2 separate regions of the Mus musculus genome follow, and region 1 is linked to region 2. Evidence: chromatin contacts called from public Micro-C data. All regions are on one chromosome and are shown on one strand. The core of a region is the stretch at or near the end of the contact, and the rest is flanking DNA. Distances in the headings are between cores, read along the strand shown.

Region 1 (7,755 bases), core at 3,197-5,696, 220 kb after region 2:
GGATGGATGATTGATAGATGATAGACTGATAGGTAGGTAGGTAGATATCTAGATGTATAGATGATAGAGAAAGAGAGATGGATGGATCAATAGATTGATGATTGATGATATAGATGATAGATAAATGATAAATAGGTGGGTATATATATATGATAGAGTGACATCTCTATCTAGAGAGATGGATGGATGGATAAATAGATCGATAGATAATAGATAGGTAGATTTAGAAGATGGTGGATAGATGATATAGAGATGATAGGTAAATAGATAGGTACATGGACAGATGATAGAGATAGATGGATGGATCACTAGATGGATGATAGATACAGATGGATGGATAAACACAGACAAACAGATATCAATCATTAGAATAGGAACGAACTGAAACAGTGAATGGCGCTGAAGCAGTAGGTTGAGGGATACTAGTATTTAATTTTAAACATGCTAGTTTTGAGAACTACACCAGAGACTCAAGAAAAGATACTGAATAGGCAGTCTGAGCTCCTTGTCTTCTGGACTGAAGATGTAGCATGGGCAACTGTTGCAGTGATCCTCCTGTTTCTGCCTTCCAAATGCTGGGATTCTGGGTATGTGCCACCATGCCTGGCTTGCTCTTTAATGAATAACACAATTGCTGAAACACAACTGACATACCAGAAAATTCCCATAGTGACAACTGGAGAGCCATTAGTAATCTGCAGATTTATGTGACCACCACAGTGAACTTTAGAGCATTTTCACCATGCCAAAAGGAGGCCCGTGCCCTTTGGCTATAACTTCCATGTCTCACAGCCCTGAGTGACCCCCACCAGGTTTGCTTATTGAATTATGCTTGGTCCTTTTGGACTGGCTTCTTCCAATTAGTTCATTTTCCTCCATGGCACAGCATGAAGGACATGTCTTTTAACTGCCAGATGATGGTCCATGACACTTGTGGTGGTTTGAATATTCTTGGTCCAGGGAGTGGCACTATTAGGAGGTGTGGCCTTGTTGGAGGAAGTGTGTTACTGTGGGGGTGGGCTTGGAGACCCTCCTCCTAGCCATGTGGGGGACAGTCTTCTCCTCTTTGCCTTAGGATGAAAATTCTTAGCTCCTCCTGCACCATGCCTGCCTGGATGCTGCCATGCTCTGTCCTTGATGATAACGGACTGAACCCCTGAACCTGTGAGCCAGCCCTAATAAATGTTGTCCTTATAAGAGTTGCCTTGGTCATGGTGTCTCTTCACAGCAATGGAAGTCTAACTGAGACACTTTTCTATCTCCCCACAGTCAGCTGTTTTCTGTGTTCTTGATGACAGATATCCTAGCAAATAGGAAGTGATTATTCCCTTGTTAGGAATAATCCATTCCCATCGCATGGCTTCCCTCTCTTGGATGACGGAAGGAAACCATCACTTTCATCTGCCTCTCAGCACTGTTCAAAAGTTAAGTCTATGAGTTGGTAGGTGCATGCCTGAAACACACTTTGGATCCCTCGAGTACCTTGCAAATGTTATGGTTCAAAGGTCAGGGGTGTGGCTAGTTGGCAGAATGCTATGTTAGCAGGTGTGAAGCCCTTGGCTCAGTCTTCAGAAGAGAAAGAAGTTAAGTGAATAACTCAGCCGGAAGCACAGAGTCAGGCTGCGGGGGGTGGGGGGGGCACATCTGTAATATCAGCACTACAAGAGGCAGCAGGAATATCTGAGCTCAGACTGATCTTACATGGCAAGTTTGGGGCCAGCTTGTGCTACATATCAAGACCCTGCTTAAAACAAAACAAAACAAAACAAAAAAGACAGAATCACCATCATCATCAACAACAACAAAACGAGCTGCCAGTGCTGTTACACTCAAGTCTGTAATCCCAGCATTTAGGAGGTAGAAGTCCTAATGAAAGATCAGTTCAAGGTCTTTCTCAGCTATACAGCGAGTGTGAGACCAGCCTGGGCTGTGTGAGATCCTCCATTTCAAAATGCTAAACTGTTAAACTGAGCAAACCCAACTCCCCAAGCTCCCAACCCCAACCCAAAGCTATCACTCAAGATAATTTACCACAATCCCATCCCCAGTTTATGGAATAGCTATGTGAAGGAGAAGAAATCAGCTCTGAGCCCCTGGTTTGTGATTCCTCCAGCACCTAAAACTAGATATTTGATATATCTCATGTAAAGGATTATACAGAATAGCAGGTACCTCCTAAAGGCTTTGGCTTTGGTCAGAGAGACAGAGACTAGTACAACAGAGGGAGGGGCGTCACTCCAAATTTAAGACCTTTTAGAGGAACCCTCCGCTCCTTGACTTGGGTTGGTAATGATCCTGTAAAAACAAACAAACAAAAAAAAACTGTTTTACCAACACTTTGTGTTTGTGATTGAAACAATAAAACCAGGAGACAAGGAAAGGATTCTGGGAAGGAGTCTCCTTGCAAGGGGCCAGGGAAGCTGAAAGAGGTGTAGCTAGCTGGGAGACTGGGGAGGCCTGGGGTTAAGTACATATGTAAATAAGTGCTGGGAAAATGCCCAGGGGATTCACCTCCATTAAAAACTCCCAAGAGGTCATTATTAAAAGTGATGAAACCCTTGCTCTATGGGAAGCCGTGGAAAAACATGCTCAGGTGGCAGAGCTGTAGCTGAGGCAGGGAGGGGCTGCAGGAGGAAAATGATGAGTCAGGTACTGGGAGAGAAGCCTTGAGAGCTGTTTTGGGAGTTAGAAAGCATACACTTCCAGTGTATGGTAAATTAGTATGAACGGTGAGATGGTCCCAGCTACTGCTGTTCTTGAATCCCGGGGGACATTAGAGTAAGACATTGATATCCTAGGAGGTTTTTTTTTTTTTTTTTTTTTTTTAAAGCATGGTCAGGTCATATTTTGGTTGTTGTTTTTGCTCATGCATGTGTCTCATGCATGCATGTATTGAGTGTGTGTGTGTGAGAGAGAGAGAGAGAGAGAGAGAGAGAGAGTAATAGCAGATATCGTTCCCCAGGTGTTCTTCACCTCTCAGTTTTTAGAGACAGGGTCTCTCACTGGCTCAGAACCTCTAACCTGCTAGCCAGCAAGCCCCAAAGATCTGTATCTCTCCATCTCCTCAGTGATGTTCTATATGGGTTCTCGGTGATACTTGGGTCCTGTATGCCTGCAGGGCAAGTACTTCACCTACTGAGCAATCCCTGTAGCCCCACATCGTCAAAAATAGTGGAATACTGGTTTTGTGTGTCAACTTGACACAAGCTGGAGTTATCACAGAGAAAGGAGCCTCCCTTGAGGAAATGCCTCCATGAGATCCAGCTGTAAGACATTTTCTCAACTAGTGATCAAGGGGGGAGGGCCCAGCCCATTGTGGGTGGTGCCATCCCTGGGCTAGTGGTCCTGGGTTCTATAAGAAAGCAGGCTTAGCAAGTCAGAGGAAGCAAGCCAGTAAGAAACACCCCTCCATGGCCTCTACATCAGCTCCTGCCTCCAAGTTCCTTCCTGTGTGAGTCCCTGTCCTGATTTCCTTTGGCATGAATAACGATGTGGAAGTATAAGCTGAATAAACCCTTTCCTCCCCAACTTATTGGTCATGTTTTGTGCAGGAATACAAACGCTAAGACAACTGGTGAATGTGGGCTCAGAAGTCACAGAAATTCAAGATGGTTATGTGTCCAACATTCATCCATTGTTGTTCCCCCACAGCCTTTTCATGCAGGACTCTGCCCAAACCATCTAGCTTTTTGCTGATTCAATGGTGACAGCTTATGGCCTGATTTTTGAGCTGGGAGACCCTCCTGTGATGCTGTTGTGGCCTTGACTTCACTGGCTAATTCTACGTATATCATTTCCATAAGTGTGTCTGTTCCTAAGTTAACAAGAACAGACTGTGTGACTAAAATGTCTGTAACATGCACATGGCTGAACTTGACTCAAGATGTTGGGCTTTGTTCAATAAGTAATCTTAATTGAGCATGGTCTCTAATGGGCTGCTGGAAGCCTCAAAGGAATGGTACTAGCTAGGTGAGGTAGCATGTGCTCAAACAACAGCCTTAGGGCTTGACAATGTGACCAAACTTTCCATCTATTCCAAAGCTGCTTCTCTTCGAAGACCTTGCGACACTTCCAGGTGCCACGCACCCAGCACATGCCAAGGGCATGCATGGACGCAGGAGGCTGCTCAGAGAGGCGAGGGGACAGGAGGCCGCTGCCCGCGACAGGACTACACAGCTCAGGTAGGCACTCAACGGCTTGCACCACAACCTGGCACACCGGAAGCATGCGCGACTGAGAGAGAGCGCCGGGTAGGCACTTGGACGTGGGAGAAGCCGGGACACAGACCGGAAGTATGTGCAGCACAGGGAGCGCGCCGGGAGCCCGGCCGGAAACGTGCGCTGCTGCAGGAGCGCGCCCGCCCGCATGCCCGCCCAGGCGGTGTGGGACACGGGCCGGAAGTGTGTGCGGCCGAGGGGACTCCGCGGCGGACGCAGCTCCCGGCTGAGGCTGCGTGAAGGATCCGCTTCCGGCGGCCGCCTACTGCGACCAGGGTGGTGTGCGCTGTCACCCACGGGCTCAGCGCGGCGTCCCGCGACGGCCTTTCGCTGAGCTGGCCCGGCGGCTGCGATCCCTGCGCGTGCAAGCCGAGGCCCCGCGGCCATGAACGGCAAAGAAGGTGCGGGGCCGGCGCGTGGAGGGGAGGGGCTGGCAGGGCCTGGCCCCTGTGCTCGGCTGTCACCGTGCCATCCATCGCACGCCCCCAGGGGACCCTGCGGACCGACCCAGAGCGCAGCCGGGTGCCTGGGGTCTCAAGCCGCGTTTTGTGCGACCCCTGCACCAGTGCACGAGTTTGGGGACCTGTGTGTGGCTGGAGAGGTCGAGCCCTGTGGGTACCGGGGGACGAAGGGGATAGCCTGGGCTGTGCTAGCGCGGCATCGCAAGGGCTCCATCCATCTCTTCTTTTCTGCCTAAGGACCAGGAGGGTTCAGGAAGAGGAAGCATGACACCTTCCCACATAACCAAAGGAGAGAGGGGAAGGATGCCAGTTTGTCTTCGCCGGTGATGCTGGCCTTCAAATGTAAGTTTCCATTAGGAGAATTAGAACCATAACCGTAACAATCGTGTCGCCGTAGTGTTCGGGTGTGGGGTCGGTTAGGGAGCCTTTAGTCCATGCCGATGTAAGGCTTAGTTTTCCTGAATGTTTCGTGTTGGTGCTAGGTCTGCCCAGAAAAAAAAAAAATCTGTATTCTAAACATTCCGATATCAGGATAACTTGACCAAGTTAATAGAACAAGAATACCAGTGTACATGTATGTACGAGATTCACTAATAGTTCCTGTTCTATGCAGAGTGCTACCTCAAAATAAGTCTTGCCAGTCTAGTAACCAATCTAACACACTCTAAATATAAATATATGTGCTAGTAAATGGTAAGTGTGAAGATGATGTTACATACAGAACAGTTGGTAAGAATGTGGCAGATATTTCCATATTATTTAACATTTAATGCTTTTTATGTGGGACTTTTTACTGTTTACTAATGTTAATATAGGCCACCATAGTCAAGGGCTTTGGGATATAGATGTTTGCCACTTTGCATTTGCTAAAAGTAACGCAAAGTAAAAACTGCTTCATATTTAGGAAGAAAGAATTAGGTTGCACCTTGTAAAGAGAAGGGTCCCAGCTAATGTGTGGACAGTTTTGTTTTTGTTTTTGTGTTTTTTTCTTTTTTGTTTTTGTTTTTTTTTTCGAGACAAGGTTTCTCTGTGTAGCCCTGGCTGTCCTAGAACTCACTCTGTAGACCAGGCTGACCTCGAACTCAGAAATCCACCTGCCTCTGCCTCCCAAGTGTTGGGATTAAAGACGTGCGCCACTCCCCCCCCTCCCTCTTCCCGGCTAATGTGGACAGTTTTAAAAGAACATAGCACCTACAGTGGTCTTCATGAGTGTGAGGAAACCAGGTAAAATTGACATGGCTGAATACTGAATGAAGCAAGCTGGTCGTTTCCCACATATTTGCTGTTTTCCTGTTTCTTTCTCTCATAGGTGGATAGTTCTTTGAGCTTGGATTTGTTTCTGACTTAGTGCTTTCATTACCAGCCCAGTGGACCATGTTCTCTTTGATACCCAGCTCAAGTGACTCCTTGGACACGATGGTTACTTTCATTCACTTCCCATCTGTATTGTCTGGTTTTGTGTCAACTTGACACAAGCTGGAGTTATCACAGAGAAAGGAGCTTCAGTTGAGGAAATGCCTTCATGAGATCCAGCTATAAGGCATTTTCTCAATTAGTGATCAAGAGGGGAGGGCCCTTGTGGGTGGGACCATCTCTGGGCTGGTAATCTTGGTTCTATAAGAAAGCAGGCTGAGCAAGCCAGGGGAAGCAAGCCAGTTAGTAACATCCCTTCATGGCCTCTGCATCAGCTCCTGCTTCCTGACCTGCTTGAGTTCCAGTTCTGACTTCCTTTGGTGATGAATAGCAGTGTGGAAGTGTAAGCTGAATAAACCCTTTCCTCCCCAACTTGCTTCTTGGTCATGATGTTTGTGCAGGAATAGAAACGCTGACTAAGACACCATCCATTCACTCATGGGATGTTACCTTTCCCTTAGCCCTTTCCTATGTATTTATATCATTGTTATATTTTATTTAATTACTCATTATTTATACCTGTGTCTCTTTGAGGCTAGGAACTCTGTTTCATCCAACTTTGAATTTATTATGTCAGACAAAATCCAGAGGCCATCATCACTATCATCAATGTTATTCCTGAGATAGGGTTGTATTAGCCTATCTGATAGTGTTACTGTGAAGATGATAGTGAGGTAGCTTGTTGTATTTATTTACAAACCAGTGCCACTTTAAAACACTTTACAGATGTTTCTGAAAACTCCCAGGGATTCCAAAGTTCTGTGGTTTTGTGTATCCTGGATAGGATAGTGTGCAGTTACTCTGTTTTGAGAATTAGTGTCCTGACCACTGCGTTCTGCTTGTTAAGCCTTCCATGGAGGGGGGTGACTACATCGTTGGCTGCGTCCGCCTTGTGTCATGTGTTCTTCCTGTCGCTCGGCTGTCCTGAGGAAAGAGTACACATGCTCATGGTATCGTAATGTGTTCTAGCATTTCAGCAGGAGCTGGACGCCAGGCACGACAAATATGAGAGACTCGTGAAGCTAAGCCGGGATATTACTGTGGAGAGTAAGAGGACAATTTTTCTTCTCCATAGGATTACAAGGTGGGTAAACGTTTGATTGGTTGTTTGAAGGCTGCTGCGGTGGCTTAGCGAGTAAAGGAGCTTCTCTCTCACCAAGCGTGGCCGCCTGGGCTTCTCACCAAGCGTGGCCGCCTGGGCTCCTCACCAATCGTGGCTGCCTGGGCTTCTCACCAAGCATGGCCGCCTGGGCTTCTCACCAATCGTGGCCGCCTGGGCTTCTCACCAAGCGTGGCCGCCTGGGCTTCTCACCAAGCGTGGCCGCCTGGGCTTCTCACCAAGCGTGGCCGCCTGGGCTTCTCACCAATCGTGGTTGCCTGGGCTTCTCACCAAGCGTGGCCGCCTGGGCTCCTCACCAATCGTGGCCGCCTGGGCTTCTCACCAAGCGTGGCCGCCTGGGCTTCTCACCAATCGTGGCCGCTTGGGCTTCTCACCAAGCGTGGTTGCCTGGGTTGGGTTTCTGGATAGGGTTAGTAAAAGAGAATGGACTCCTGAAAGCTAGCCTCTTCCCTCCATACACATCCTGGATTAGAAGAGCATGCATGCAAACAACACACACATACACACACACACACACACACACACACACACACATACACACACA
Region 2 (6,758 bases), core at 2,848-5,347:
TCATGAAAAGAATAGACGAACCACTGTAAGCCAGTGATTCCTGAGCTATCTTATCTAGGTCTCTAATTTCCCTGAATCCCCCCACTTTGCAACAAAACCAAACAATAACTGTAAAACTGAAATCCAAAAGAGTGAAACCACACACTAGGCTTAAATTCTATTCAACTGCAACTTGAATTTGAAAAAAAAATATTCTGAAGGCAACACAGCAGGACCACGTTATCTCTACCTTGCTGTGTTGGCTGGGGTACATTATTTAAGTTGTCTGTGCTATTTTTGTAGAGGAAGTAACGGGAACCTGTCTATGGAGGGTTAGTGGGACACTTGAGAGTGAAAACCGTGCTATCTGAAGTGATCAGAGTCTACTTCCCTCTGCTGTGGAAGCTGTGGGTTGTGGAGTGTTAATTACTAATGTGATTTGCACAACCATTCACCAAGAAGTGCCCCAGATAAAGGTGGGAAGAGAAGTGTGGGTCATTTGTTGAGTATTTCCTTTGTCAACATCAATATGTAAAAATACACGAATCTGAATACTTTGGGAGGTTGGAGGTGCCTACTCCCCATGTTGAAAGGACCAGACAGGGTTCTATGTGAGAATGTGGTTTCATACGGTTGAGAATTAGCCATGTGAATATTGTTACTTGTCCCAGCCGCTACAAAGCCCAGATTTTTAAAACACACTAGAAAGATAGGTGGTGGCGGTTCACGCCTTTAATACCAGCACTCAGAAGGCAGAGGCAGGCAGATCTCCGAGTTTGAGGCCCTAGCCCGGTCTACAGAGTGAGTTACAGGATAGCCAGAGCTGGGCTGGAGAGATTGCTCAGTGACTTAGAGCACTGGCTACCCTTACAGAGGACCCAGGGTCAGTTCCCAGCTCCCACAAAGTGGCTCACAACCAACTCTAGCTTCAGTTCCAGGGCATCTGATGTCCTTTTCTGGCCTCCATAGGCAGTGCATGCATATGGTAACACTTGAAGACATGCAGAAAAATCACTCATATACATAAAATAAAAATCTTTTTAAAAACACACTAGTAGTGTAGTGACTTGGGAAATGGATTATAATACTAATACTGGGTGAAATTTCTTTGTAAAAGTAATTATTGTTGTTGGTATTTGAGATAGATTGGAATTCGTTGTGTAGACCAGACTGGCTTCGAATTCACAGCAACCCTACACCATCAGTCTCTTGCTTCCTGGGATTACAGGTGTGGTGAGCCTCTAACTTTGAGTTGAAAATAATATTTTTTCTCTCATTACGGATGGTTGTGAGCCACCATGTGCTTGCTGGTATTTGAACTCATGACCTCCGAAAGAGCAGTCAGTGCTCTTAACCACTGAGCCATCTCACCTGCCCTGAAAATAATTTTTAAAGCAGGACCAATCACTTTTTAAAAAAAAAATTATGGATATGGGTAAGTGCATGGAGAGACTGGAGGTTCAGCTTTGTGAAGTTCTAGGCAGTTGTGAGCGATTCAGCCTGGGTGCTGGGAACTGAACCCGAGTCCCCTGCAGCAGCAGCAAATGCTTTTAACTCGTGTGTGTGTGTGTGTCTGTGTGTCTGTGTATGTGTGTGTAAGCACTTTCGTGGGAGTAAGAAGACAACTGTGTGGAGTTGGATCCCTCTGCCCATCTTTCCCTGGGTTCTAAGGCTCAAACTCGGGTTGCTAGGCCTACTCAGCAAAGGCTCCTCTCACGGGCCTCTACAGTGCACTCTGTGTGTACATAGGGCACTGCTGCAGCAGATAGGACTTTTAATAGGTGACAGTGAGAATCAGCAATGACTATGGCTATGCGTGAGAAGCACCCAGAGCAAGCTGGAACAGAGACTCACAGGCTGAAGGACAGGAAGCCTCCCTCCACGGGGCAGAGCCCAGGTCCCAGCCTTCCACACAGCTGAGCTGACTTGAGCTACAGAGCCATGGGGACTGAGGATGTGGCAAGATGCCCGAGTGTTCTGTTTTGAAGGAAAGCAAAAGAGGAAGTTTGCTTGTTTCTTTGTGGCTTGTCATGGTTGGTTTGTTTGCTTGTGGAGTTAGGGTCCCACTCTGTGGCCCAGGCTGTCTTCTCATCACCACTTTCCAAGTCCTCAGATTTCACGTGTCTGTTGCTTACTATAGGCCAAGCTAGGAGTGGTTTCACAGTATGTCTTGCATGTGCAGAGACACACACGCTTGGCTAAAAGTGCCACCCTGTCCAAGCCTAAGTAGGCTACCCAGGTCTGAAAAAGACAAAGAGAAACAGGAGTCACTTACTGTGCTTACTATAAAATCATGAGGTTTTTAAGAGATATGAATTCCAGTTGGTCCCAGGGCAGACTGAGCTGGGTAGCTGGGTTCAGCAGAAAGGATTTATTTATTTATTTATTTATTTACTTACTTACTTATTGATACAGGGTTTCTCTGTATACCCTGGTTCTCCTGGAACTCGCTCTGTAGACCAGGCTGGCCTCTAACTCAGAGATTCACCTGCCTCTGACTCCTGAGTGCTTGGATTAAAGGCGTGCACCACCACCTTCCAGCTTCTTGAAGAGCTTTCAATAACCCAAGTTGTGACTCTCCTAGACCTTAGGATCAATAGTGACTTTCTGAAGAATTTCTTTTTTTCAGTGTATTGCTGGCAGGACCAGGTGACTGAAGCTTCATCTACAGAGAGTGGATTAGGACAGTTGCCGCCTCCATACCCACCCCCACCCCCACCGTGCAGCACTGCTTCCTGAAGCAGGGCTAATTGGGATGTCCGGTTTAGCAGGAGCCTACCCTTAAACATGGAGCCAGACTTCTGTAAGCCATTCAGCTGAACTGAGATGCATAGAAAGTAGTCCAGAGCATTTACTGTAACAATTTGGCACGGACACATATATATATTGTTATAGTATTTTCCAGACTGGACAGGTGGAAGCAAGCTGCAGGACCCCGGAAGTCCTGTAAAGATATGGGCTTCACTGGGGTGCTTTGCAATGGCTTTCCTGGTGACCTCCCTTCCACCAGAGGTTCTATCCCTTAGGCACAGAGCCAGGCCAAGGCAGCTGCCTCATTAGTCTGTGGCTTCATTTCTCTCCTCCTGCTATCTTTCCAAATGCTGACAGTGGCTGGGGCCCTGCATTCCTTCAGCAGGAGTCTGCGCCACGGTTGCTGTTTTTTTTTTTTTGTTTGTTTCAGTTCAGCAGAGTCTTACTATGTAACACCCAGACTAGCTTGGAAATTACTATGTAGCCCAAGCTGGCCTTGAACTCATAGCAATCCTTCTGCCTAGGCCTCCCAAGTGCTAGAATTACAAGCACGAGCCAGCACGCTGACTGACACATCCTTTCTAAATCGACAATTTCCTTGTCTGTTCCAAGCCAGCTTGAATCGCACAGGAAGAGAGGGCCGCGTGGTGCGCATTTCGCTCCACGCGCTCTTCCCTTCCAGGGCTCGCCCTTAGCTCTATGCCCAGCGCGTACTTCCTTTCTCTGGGCAGCCGGCACTACCCAGCGCAGAACAGCGGGCAGACGGCAGCCAGGCGCGCGGGCGGCGACGTTGCAGGAAGCTCCCATTCATAAAGAGAACACCTGCTCGCTGCCTCCCGCCTCTCCGCACTCGCGAGCAGCCTGGGGAGGTTGTATTTGGCAACCTTCACCGTGTCCTCGCCAAGTCCTCCGGCCCTCATCTTCCACGACTAGCCCCAGTAGAACCAAGGAGACAAAAAAAAAAAAAAAAAAAGGCTTGTAAAAAGATGCATAAATCAAACCTCGCCCTTTGGCGCGAGGCTGTCCGACATTTTGTGCCTTGAAAGCTTTTTGCGGGGAGGAAATAGATTTAGGAACCGACTGTCGCGCTGTGTTGCGAGGCCTTTTTCAAGCGACTGGCCTTTTAGGGACCGCTGTTTACGCTTTCATGGTGGCGAGGAGTGGGCAGGGCGGGAGCTGGCCAGGGTTGCTCTGGCAAGCTGGGCGGGGCGCCGTGCTAATTCACCGTGCAGTCTCCATCCGTAACGGAGCAGTTCTCCACAATGATCCTCCCCACGAAGCCCTCCGACCCGCCCCTGACTGCCAGCCGCGAGAGGCGAGCCCTCATTCGCTGAGCTGACGCCTGGCTCCCCGCCCCCCGCCCCGTTACTCTCGCTCTGGAAATTACAACTCCTGGGCGCGCGGCACGGCGGGCGGGCGGGCGCGGGAGGCGGTGGGGCCGGGAGGGGGATTCCCGAGCCAGCGGGTGCTCGCCCCCCACCCGCCGCTGCAGCGTGGCGCGGCCAAGGTCAGGGGCGCTGCAGGAACCGGAGCCGGCGAGGCCAGCCTGGGACGCTGCTCAATACCGGCCTACGAGGAGGCAGCTCAGAGAGCAGCGGCCCGAGCAGCGGTACGGCGACGGTCTCCGGGCCGGGGGATGCCGAGGTGGCCGCGGCTGCACAGCAGCCTGGCGGAGGATGCGCGCGGGAGGGGGGACGGGCGCGGACTCCGGGCCCATCCTCTCGCGGGCGCTGTCCGCCGTCTGGTGGTGCTGAACCAGCCCTGGCCCCGCCACTCGGGCACTGGCCAAGAGCTGGGTAGGGGCGGGGCGCTCGCAGAAAGAAGACTCGGGGCAGCGGCGCTGCGGAGTCGGGCTCAGTAGCCTTGCTGGCTCACAGCAGCGGGTCACTGGTCCTTCGTGGAGTGGAGGCACGAGGTACCCCGGACGGCGCTACTGCTGCCTATTCAACACCTGGACAACCTCGGAGGCCACCGCGAGGGCTCCCCGCCACCTTCAGACGGCTGCCTCCGGTGAGGGAGCCTCGCCTTCAGGAGGTGAGGACCCCTCCTTTCTCTGGCGGCCAAGCGTCTTAGGGCGGTGGCCTGAGGACAGAGAGGGGGCGTGCCACCCTCGGGTGAAGACAGCATGCCCGTGAAATACCCCCGCCTCCTGACTCAAGAGCGCTGACATCGCCAGCCCAGCTGCGCTTGTCTTCGGAGCCTTGACCATTCTTGGCTGGTCCCGAGCGGCTCTGGCCGCGGGCGCGGCGATGGAGGAGGAGCTGAAGTGCCCAGTGTGCGGATCCCTGTTCCGGGAACCCATCATCCTGCCCTGCTCTCACAATGTCTGCTTGCCGTGCGCCCGCACTATCGCGGTTCAGACCCCGGACGGCGAGCAGCACCTGCCCCCGCCGCTCCTTCTTTCGCGAGGTGCCGCCGCCGCCGCAACCCCTCCGGATCAGGACGCAGCCGCCGGCGCGACCAGCGGAGGCGCGGGAGCTAACACAGCCGGAGGCCTAGGCGGCGGGGCGACCGGTGGCGGAGACCACGCGGACAAGCTGAGCTTGTACAGCGAGACTGACAGCGGCTATGGCTCCTACACCCCCAGCCTCAAGTCCCCCAATGGAGTCCGCGTGCTGCCCATGGTGCCTGCGCCCCCGGGCTCTTCGGCCGCCGCGGCCCGAGGCGCCGCCTGCTCCTCGCTCTGCTCGTCCTCCAGCTCCATCACCTGCCCGCAGTGCCACCGCAGCGCCTCCTTGGATCACCGCGGCCTGCGAGGCTTCCAGCGCAACCGGCTACTGGAGGGCATTGTGCAGCGGTACCAGCAGGGCCGTGGGGTTGTTCCGGGGGCGGCTGCAGCCCCGGCGGTGGCCATCTGCCAGCTGTGCGACCGCACCCCACCGGAGCCGGCAGCCACTCTCTGCGAGCAATGCGACGTGCTCTATTGCGCCACCTGCCAGCTCAAGTGCCACCCGTCCCGGGGCCCCTTCGCTAAGCATCGGCTAGTTCAGCCACCGCCGCCGCCCACACCCCCAGAGGCTACCCCTGCTGTTACAGGCACTTCCACTGCCTCCAGCGCAGGAGGATGCAGGAGCCCAGGGGGTGCCGGGGCCAGCGCGCCGCGAAAGTTCCCCACATGTCCCGAGCACGAGATGGAGAACTACAGCATGTACTGCGTGAGCTGTCGGAGCCCTGTGTGCTACATGTGCCTGGAGGAAGGCAGGCACAGCAAGCACGAGGTGAAGCCGCTGGGGGCAACGTGGAAGCAGCACAAGGTGAGCGTCGGCTGTGCGGAACGCCAGCCAGGGTGGAAGAAAAGAGATTCTCTGAACCCCTTCTTGGTGGGCTTGAGGGCCAAACAGGAATCACTCCATCCATCCATCCATCCATCCATCCATCCAATCCATTCGTCCGTCCGTCCGTCCACACACACACACACACACACACACACACATCCGTCCTTCCATCTACCCACATGTTCATCATTCCATCGATCTATGTATGCATGCATCCATCTATCCATACACTGGGCATGGGTATCCACCCATGCTTCCATCCAATCCTTCGTGCATTCATTCACCTATGTATGCATACATCTGTCTATCATGGATCTATATGAATGCATGCATGCATGCATCCATCCATACATACATACATCCATTCAAGGATCCCAGCAGTCACTATCTGACCAAGACTCAGTGGACCACGTGCTCTGCACTGGGTATCAGATTGGTAGGTTATGAAAACGACTTGTTAAGTTTCCTTTCTGAGGCAAAGGGTTCCCGAAGCACAGAAGCAGGGCTCTCACCCAAAGTCTAAGGCACACTGTCAGAGCTCCCTCCCCCCTTGTAAGTGAGAGACAGGTTTAAGAGTGAAACTGTTACCCGCTGGCCATAGGAACCCACCTGAAGTCTTCCTTAAATCCATTGCCAAGGCCGGGAGAGAGCACCCCTGCTCAAGAACCCTAGAGCCTTGTCCTTCTTCCACCGTAGACTCCATCAGCTTTGCCTCACTGAACAGATAAAGCTTTCCCCTTTTCAACTTCCAGA

What was found. Hi-C and Micro-C count contacts between places; a contact is called where the count stands out from the background.
Region 1: a contact with region 2 is called in a Micro-C map of embryonic stem cells, with 2.2 times the contacts expected there. The contact joins the promoter of Tsnax here to the promoter of Trim67 in region 2. A contact is called at or near these places in 2 of 39 promoter capture datasets (liver and pre-B cells), 2 of 484 Hi-C or Micro-C datasets (both in embryonic stem cells), 1 of 115 datasets of contacts at active chromatin or transcription factors (embryonic stem cells) and 1 of 9 other capture datasets (adipose tissue).

What each region holds. Positions count from the first base shown.
Region 1 is chr8:125,008,595-125,016,349 of GRCm38.p6, forward strand. It overlaps Tsnax (translin-associated factor X), which reads left to right and starts at 4,447. Exons shown (of 6, transcript NM_016909.3): 1 at 4,447-4,618; 2 at 4,916-5,020; 3 at 7,061-7,175. The coding sequence starts at 4,603.
Region 2 is chr8:124,788,922-124,795,679 of GRCm38.p6, forward strand. It overlaps Trim67 (tripartite motif-containing 67), which reads left to right and starts at 4,098. Exons shown (of 10, transcript NM_198632.2): 1 at 4,098-5,984. The coding sequence starts at 4,980. Gm46059 (a long non-coding RNA gene) reads right to left here and starts at 3,466. Exons shown (of 3, transcript XR_001778718.2): 1 at 2,383-3,466; 2 at 1,834-2,220.